2 separate regions of the Sus scrofa genome follow, and region 1 is linked to region 2. Evidence: chromatin contacts called from public HiChIP or PLAC-seq data. All regions are on one chromosome and are shown on one strand. Each heading gives the region's core, a stretch centred on a gene start, on an enhancer-like site or on the middle of the called end of the contact. The rest is flanking DNA. Distances are from core to core; before and after follow the strand shown. Region 1 has its middle 84 kb from the start of OTUD4. Region 2 overlaps SMAD1 (SMAD family member 1).

What was found. HiChIP or PLAC-seq counts read pairs in DNA pulled down with a chosen protein or histone mark.
Region 1: a contact with region 2 is called in an H3K27ac HiChIP or PLAC-seq map of skeletal muscle. The contact joins two enhancer-like sites. A contact is called at or near these places in 1 of 47 Hi-C or Micro-C datasets (embryonic fibroblasts) and 1 of 2 datasets of contacts at active chromatin or transcription factors (skeletal muscle).

The regions. Positions count from the first base shown.
Region 1 is chr8:83,154,600-83,159,028 of Sscrofa11.1, forward strand. No RefSeq gene overlaps it. Among named protein-coding and RNA genes, the nearest start is that of OTUD4, 84 kb to the right of the region's middle. Within about 2 kb of position 1,397, at least 5 of the 83 cell types and tissues checked have an H3K27ac peak or open chromatin away from gene starts, as enhancers often do. A contact at or near this core is called in skeletal muscle, where this site is marked.
Region 2 is chr8:82,918,446-82,922,866 of Sscrofa11.1, forward strand. It overlaps SMAD1 (SMAD family member 1), which reads right to left. Exons shown (of 7, transcript NM_213965.1): 5 at 1,232-1,453. All of the region lies in intron 6 of LOC102165892 (a long non-coding RNA gene), which reads left to right. Among named protein-coding and RNA genes, the nearest start is that of SMAD1, 67 kb to the right of the region's middle. Within about 2 kb of position 2,041, at least 17 of the 83 cell types and tissues checked have an H3K27ac peak or open chromatin away from gene starts, as enhancers often do. A contact at or near this core is called in skeletal muscle, where this site is marked.

The DNA of each region.
Region 1 (4,429 bases), core at 147-2,646, 240 kb after region 2:
GAGGAAATAGATGTATGTCCTTTGGCAGGATAAGCATCGTTGCTTTCCCGTTGTTCAGCCCTGTTGCTTTGTACATGAGGAACCAGAGGTCGACTAAAGTAGAGAGACTGGGGCAACATCTTTAATCTTGGGGGTATCCTGTATAGAGAAGGAAACAAATCTCTTATTCCCTCAGAAAGGTATTCACAAGAGGAATCAAAGCCCTTCAACTTTGACTCAGCAATTGTATTTTTGCAAATGTCTCCTGAGGAAATAATCACCTCTACGTGCACAAATTAGCTGCATGGATCTTTATCCCAGTCTTCTTTATATTAACAAGGAATTAACTGGTCTATAGGGAATTGGTTGGATAAATTATGGTACAGCCATATGATGTAATATTACATGGCCATTTAGACTGAAATTATAGAATAGGTAATAACATGAGAAAATGCTTATATACACTCAAACAAAAAAGACTAACCTACACAAAAAGGGCTGGGTGCTTGCAGTCAGAATGAACTATATTTTCGTTTTGCTTCTCTGCATATCTCCTATTTTCTTCAGTAAAGAGACACTATTTTCATAATTCGTCTTTTAAATACAAATAGTAACAGCTTGTTAGCATCTTCACAATCAAGTGTTACTACATCATATGGGGTAAACAGTGAGAGATACTTAAGCTTGAGGGACTTTTCTAAATCCTGATGGAATGAAATTCTTATCTCTTTTTCCAAATGTCATGACTTTAAGTGAGCCATCTCCTCTAAAGGCTTTGGCACACAGCAGATTCCAGAGTATTCCAGCTTCCTAACCATAAGGACCAACTGTGCCTGTGTCCTAAACAACCACCTAACTCTGTATTAGCACATTTAACTGATGACCTTCGCTATGTTGCATTTTTAAAAACCAAATTGACTTACAGCATTACTCATTAGATTTAAATACTGGGGTGATTCATCATTTACAGTAAATCTATTAGATAAATTACACTGCAAAATTCACCATCGTCAGTGTGGCAGGCCTGCCTGGAAATTAAGAATGGGAAGGGAAATTGAAGGAGAGAGATTCCTATCCGTGATTTGAAATTTAAACTTAGGGAGCTATGGCAAGCATCCGAGCCTCAGCCAAAGAGACAAGGCATCTGTCACATGTCTAAGCTCTTCCACTCTAATAATAGCCTAGGGTCTCTTTTGGAACAGGTTAATGCCTTGCTTCACAAGGAAAAATCTCGTATGTTAAAATACTTTGAGGAGTATTTTCTTACCCCTTCATGATTTTTTTCACAATATAACTGGACTGCATATGTGATACATGCAACAATGGTTGGATTTCTGTTGGTTAAATATAGTCCCAAACCAACAGCTTGTTCGGCTGGGGGCCCTTGCTCACCAGATGTTATTCCACTAATAGTGAGTGAGCTCATCCTTGGTGTGGAAGGCTATTCATTTGGGAGAGAATAATGAAAGTGAGACAATCATTACATCACCTTTTCCTGTACATTATTCTCCCCTGCAGCTAACAAGGAAAATATGCTGCTGTGTTGGTTGTAAGCTAACTCAGGTCCTTGCTTTCTTAGATCTACAGAAAATGGATCATGGGGTAAATCCTACTCCAACTTAACCTGTACCTGATAATTAATATTTGGAGACTTAGACTTTGGGATAGTCTCTGTCTCGGATTCAAGCATCATGACTTTTTGGGGTGTGACTGTCGGATCTTGACTCCCAGAGGGGGTATCCTTGCCTCACACCTTTGCCGGGGCAGTCAGCTCGTTTTCCTCAGCCGCATGTTTGGGAGGCAGAGACTGCTGTTTCTAGAAACATGAAGACTTCTGAATAATGGAGTAAACTTTTAAAGTAATACTCATGAGATCATCTCTTTTTTCATTTGAATGACTGGTTTGGCGCTACCTGTCTAACCACAAGTCCAAGTTCAGGGTGAGATTAATTTATAGATAAACAGTAAAAAGGGGCAATATGTATATATGCATACATATACATATACAACATATGCACATAAACATATGTATAACACACATACACTTATTCGTGTACATGTTTTATAAAAGACAAAAGCAATCTTTAAGTGAGAAACTATTTTTAGAAAACACATTTATCAATTAAGAACCTTAACTTGTTACTGAAATTTGTTTCAGCCTCCCTTTAAATACAGTAACAACTCAGCAGCAAGCAATTTTACTAAATTTCATGAAAAGGCTTTCACTTCTGCCAAGGGCCTAAACTGATCCTGTTTTTATTTTTTCATTTTTTGCTTTTTAGGGCTGCACCTGTGGCATATGGAAGTTCCCAGGCTAGGGGCAGAGCTGCAGCTGCCGTCCTACACCGTAGCCACAGCAACACCAGATCCTTAACCCACTGAGCAAGGCCAGGGACCAAACCCTCATCCTCATGGATTCTAGTCCGATTCGTTTCCGCTGAGCCATAACAGGAACTTCTGACCTTGTTTTTACTGTGCCTTATTTATCTTTATAGAACATGATTACAAGGGAAAGTGAAACATCTAATAGCAAATCACTTGATGAAGATTTTTCTTTTTTTTCAGTTTTTTCTTTTTTAAAATTTCTTTTCTAAAATTATTTTTTGTTGAAGTGTAATCGACACACAACACATTAGTTTCTGGTGTACAAGTTAATGATTGGATATTTGCATATGTTGCAAAATGATCATCACAGTGAGTCTAATTAACATCTGTCACCGTACATAGTTGCAGATTTTTTTTCTTTCTTGTGATGAGAACTTTCAAGATCTATTCTCTTAGCAACCTTCAAATAGGCAAGACAGTATTATTAACTCTAGTGATCAGGCATTACATCCCCACGACTTATTTTATAACTGGAAAATTGTACCTTTTGACCCCCTTCACCCTTTCATTCACCCCCCCACCCCACCTCTGGCAACCCCCAACCAGTTTGCTGTGTCTATGAACTTGGTGTTTTGCGGTTGTCATTTTAGATTTTGTGTATAAGTGAGATCATACACTATTGGTCTTCCTCTGTCTGACTTCTGTCACTCAACATTATGCCTCCAGGCTTATCTGCTGTCACAAATGGCAAGATTTCATTCTCTTTATGGCTGAATCATATTCCATTGTGTGGAATGTATAAATACACACACCACATTTCTTTATCCATTTGTCTATCAATGAACACTTAGGATATTTCCATGTTTGTCTATTATAAATAATGCTGCTATGAACATGGGGGTGCATATATCTTTTTGCATTAATGTCTTCATTTTCTTTGGACGAATACCCAGAAGTGGAAGGTAACTCTCTTTTTAGTATTTTGAGGAAACTCCATACTGTTTTCCATAGTGGCTGCACCAATTTACATTCCCCCCAGCAGTGCACAAGGACTCCCTTTTCTCCAATCCTTGGCAACATTTGTTACCTCTTTTAATTTGGATAATAGCCATCTAACAGGTGTGCAGGTATATTGCACTGTGGTTTTGATTTGCATTTCCCTGATGATAAGTGATACGGAGCATCTTTTTCTGTACCTGCTAGTCATCTGTATGTCTTCTTTGGAAAAAGCTCTATCTGGATCCTCTGCCCATGTTTTAATTGGATTGTTCATTTGTTTTGCAATTGCATCCTGTGGGTTCTTTATATAGTTTGGATATTATCATATATGTGATTTCCAGATATTTCTGCTCATTCAGTAGGTAGCCGTCTTTAGTTGGGCACCCAGCACTTTCTACTCACGTTCCTCCATGCTCTCTTGAGCTACCTGTCTTTTTTTAGGCACCTAAGTGTCATCTCAGGAAAGAAGTTTGGTGCCTGGGGAAATACTTGGCCAATTATAAAGCTTCTTATATGTTTAGTTTCTATTGCGTTCAATCCCATATTGATCTCCATCCCCTATCTGCCACTTTCTGTGGCACATGTGCGGAGAGACTGACCTGAAAATTAGGACTTCTGGAGCAGTTCCCAACTCCATCACTTTCTCTCTCCTGACTTCTTCCCAGACTTCAAAATCCTCATTTGTAAAATTGGAATAATAATATCCTAGGTGGCAAAAACCCTGAGAATGCAGGGCATAAACATGTTTAATAAATATGAATATGTTGGGATATGCCCCTGAATCCAGGACTGTGGGTGACGTCCCTAGGTGCTTTTGCCTTCATGGGCCCCTTCATAAAAAAAATTAAAAAGGACTATTTTAGAACTATGTCAGTATAATGATAACTATATTAATATCATAAATTGAAACAGTTTCCTTAACTGAAGAGTTTATTTTTCTTCTGATGTCAAAGGAATGGAAACATCTCCACGGGCTTCTAAATGTATTGTGGGCCCTCAGCATTGTATGTGATTGATAAATCTGCCCAGCTCACATCACAAAATCTCCACTGGTGTATCTTTTCATGTACCTCTGGCTATCTGACTTTGCTCTCCCTTCTCTATCCGGGAACAGCTGTTGTTATTT
Region 2 (4,421 bases), core at 791-3,290:
TCTCTTCATATTTAGCATCCATTGACGATTCTTGCCTGACGGCTGCAAAATGGGGACTTTGCAACTCTGCCACCCACTCTATATTTACCCGTCAGCCTTCCCCATTCATTTATCTATTATTGGCATGGACTTATGACTTACTATTGTTTTCCAGGGGTTTAAAACCCATTACTGGATTTAAATCTTTGGTGCTCAAATTGTCCCAGAATGGGCCAGTGGAGGCCCCTCCAAGTTGGCTCCTGAGACACATACATAAGCATCAGTATTTCTTTGCTTTCAGGTGTAATAAAACATTCCAGGCTCATCTTGTGCCCACCTGTCCTTGGAGCCTTGGAGTCAGCCCTTTCTCCAAAAGCCCTGGTTCCTCTTAGTGGACATGGCGTGAGGAGATGATGGTCTGGGCACTTATGGGCTTATTACTACTGGGGTCTTTGCCTCTTGGCCCTTTCAGCAGAAACTACATGCGTGGAAAGACACATCTACATACACATGCACACACACGTACAGGAGAACATAAACACACGTGTACACATACATAAACATATTACTGTTTATGATTTCATGATTTCATACTGATACCTCCAGTGTTTTTTTTGTTTTGTTTTTTACCCTCCTCCACACTTGTAAGTCTTTCATTCCACAGTGAAAACCCAGGTTCCCCATAACATTCTCACATTTAGTCATCTGCTTAATCTTCTAATACATCTTAAAGTTTCGCAACTGTTTCATGCACACCGCCACTATGTAAGCAAGTCTACTAAAAAAAGTTTAGGATTTGTTTGCAATCACCCTACCTTACCTGGCCCAGATGGAGGATATACAGCCAAACATTACATTCATAAGTTATTCTGGATTAGTTCTTTTTTTTTTCCCCAGTGAGTTATTGTATTCATTTGAAATACATCAGGTTTATTTAATTTGCTTTCAGCTATAGGTTGTAAATAATTTTTTAACATTTATTTCACTCTGCAGCAAAGCATATCATAGAATACTGTCCCCATGAGCAAATCACTCATTCAGCTAATTAAGTAATGAGTACGAGTTGCTGGACCACAGAAATCGCTGGTTGGAAAATGAAAAACTTGCTAATGATACAAATTGAAAAAATATGTACAAACTGTAGCAACTGTATATTATCTGGGGTTCGCCTCAGGGATGGCTGGTCAGCTCTGGAGGAACAGGGACATATACGACAGACAAACATTTGAGAGAGGTTACAGGGAAAATTCACCTTTCCCGATATGCCGCCTCGTGTTTTCAATAGTGGAATTCCGGTTGACGTTGGAGAGCAGCCCAAGGCAGAAACGGTTCTTGTTGTTGGAAGGATCGGTGAAACCATCCACCAACACGCTCGTGGAGGAGGCATGGAACGCCTCGCCCACACGGTTATTGAGCTCATAGTAGACAATAGAGCACCAGTGTTTGGGTTCCTCATAAGCAACAGCTTGGACATCTGTAAGAAAGACACGTTCAGCGTCACACATGGTAAGTGCCCCGGGCTCTCAAAACCTGAAACTGTGTCGCAAGTTGGCTGGGGCATCATGGAACGGAGAGGGAAAAGGCAATTGCTGTTAGAAGGTACAGAGTTCCTCGCGGATCTGGAAAGCAGGTACTCCATACCAAGGGCGACATTCACCTTGAATTGGAAAATGGTTTCCCCAGTGACTATCAGATAACCGACACACCAGCTAGGCAAGCCCACCCGCTTCGGGTGCTGAGTGCGCCCAGTGTGCTGCCTGTCCTGTAATGTGCCAAGAGGGAGACTATCCCTCACTGGCCCGGAGCCCTATCTCAAGAAACGCATCAAGGGGCAAGTGGAAAAAAAAAAAAAAAAAAAAACAAGCGGGAGAGAACAATGGAGGATAGGAAATGTGCCAAAGGTGCTGGAATTACTTTGGACAAAGCCTCAGTCTGCCTTTGCTTTTTCAAAGCAATGAAAATCAGTTTCTAATTATTGATAAGAAGTTACTTGACTTCGCATGAGGTTGCTAGTAACTCACGGCTACAGCTTTGCTCCAGTCCTCAAACTCAGGAAGAAATCTTGCCAGCTGGCCATTCTTACAGAATGAATCATATCTCTCTCATCCAGATTTCATGCTAACTTCCTTATATTTGCTTTAAGTCATGCAGAGCAGGTGTGTTTTGTCTCTCCATTCCCAGAATGGGCCAACAATGGAAATTACCCAACTTTACTGACAGGATGCAGCTTGTTAAGTCAAATCTCTTAAGACTAACAAATCTCCAAACAGAACATGCTTCTAAACATTTGCAACTAAAAGGTTCTAAAGATAAGTTCCTTCTGTAGTAAAACCTCTTATTCTACTGCTTTAGGGATTCCAGGAATACAAACTCTCTATATCTGGCTTGCCAATACGTAATGATCTAAGGTTTATGCAGCCTCAAGTGTTCAATTGTAACAAAAAGAAAGAAAATCCATGACAGAAGCACGAACTCTAACTGTTAAGGGTTAACCTCTGTGTTCTTAACATCAACCTCCACAAATATTAAAATGCGCCTTACTTTTAGAATTTGGTAAAGAAAATAAGGACATGTTCATTTAAAAAAAATCCACACTTGCATTAGCTGCTTTACACACTTAAGCGGGTGAGCTAAAAACAAACTCACACCATCTTTTCTGTTTGCTAAGCCTCATCCCATGTCAATCAGCTATATTTCAAAGAGCAGATTTTTAGTGATTTACAGATGCCAAATCTTAAAGAAGGCTGCACATCATTAGTTGAAGGCTTTCATCAGCTATCAGGACTGTTCAAAGTACTATTCATCTAGGTCGGGAGGCTGATAATTTTTCCTGTAAAAGGCTACAAAGGTCTTGGGGCCCATATGGTCTCAATAGCAGCTGTTTAGCTGTGCCCTGGCCACACAAAAGCAGCCACAAATAACATGTAATGAATGAACATAGCTGTGTCCCAATAAAACTTTATTTACAAAAACAGCAGGCTAAAGTGGCCTGCAGCTTGCTGACCGCTGCTCCAGGAAAACCACCAAAGTACAACAATAAGGCCAACAGCTCTATCTCATGGAAATATGAACTATGAACTTATTCTAACGGGGAAAACCTGTTTAGCCACTTAAAGGAAAACTTAAAACAATTTAAAGGTCTATTCCCTGAAATCAGACATTTGGGGCTTAAGAACCAAGTCTGCATGCTCACACCCATTCCTCAAAGCCCTGTGCCTATTCCTCTCCTGCTACCCTCTTCCCCAAATACACATTCCAGACATGGGTGAGATAGGAAGTATTTTCCCCACCCAGAATCTTGATTTGTTAGCTCATAATTATATGTTTGAGAGAGTGTTCTGGAGGTTATCAGGAACTGTAAAATACAGAGCCAATAAACAAGATATAAGGAATATTTACAGATTAAAAAGGTGTACATTCTTATTTATTACACTATACAGGAAAGGAAGGCTCTTTGAGCTCATCAGTAACTTTTAAGAACTTAAAAAATATGAGCAACTCTGACAAAGTCTGAGCTATCTCCAGACCTTTACTAAAAAAGTGGTAAGAATGAGATAAGATCTACTTAGTTAAATTGCATGTTAACTTCAATTTGCATTAAATGAACCCAGACTGAAAGTCTCTGACACTGCAGAGTGCCCCAGGGAAGCACCTTCCTCCAGGGGAGGTTACCTGGGGACAGTTTCATTTAGCAGGTGGTCAAAGACTTCTCCCAGATGCTCAGGGATCCTCCCAGCACTTTAGCTACCTGGGCTTTCTGTCTGCTTAAGCCTGCTCAAGCTGCCCCTGCAGACCTGGCAGGATGCCAGTGGCCTCCCCTCAGGGATCTTGCGGACCCATCTTTCCCGAGAGGGAAAGAGATAAGCCCTTCACGGTGAGAACACAGAAAATACGTGCCTCTATGCCTTCTTGAAACAAGGCTAGAAACAAGTAAATAGAGCAAAGAACAATTTTTCGCTTGTTTCAGCCACAGCTGTACAGAGATGAGGACTAGAAAATGGATGGGGCTTAGGAGGAACTAAGGAACCTTTTGGAAAGCCTGGTTATACGAAGTTTTCAAGTGGGAAATCACCAGTGAAAACTCTACTTCTGTCTTTGCTCATTTTTTCTCTCAGTATCCCTTTGTCTTTCACTTAAAAAATATTCTTCTATCACCAATTCAAAGTTGTTAAGTATTGAAGCTCTAAACAGATGACTGTACAATTATATCTAGGCTTTCATTAGTTAAAGGCATGTGTCTGTTGTTCATATAAAGGCTTATTTGTAACCCACAGAATGATTCTCTCCATGGAGCTCCTCTTACTGTGCCTGTGTTTCTCAAATAGCTATCTTTTAAAAGACTAATTAAAAACTTATGAAAGTAACACATGGACAGATAAACTTGTTATTTTTGTCCTTTTAGGGATACACCCTCGGCATATGGAAGTTCTCAGGCTTGGGAT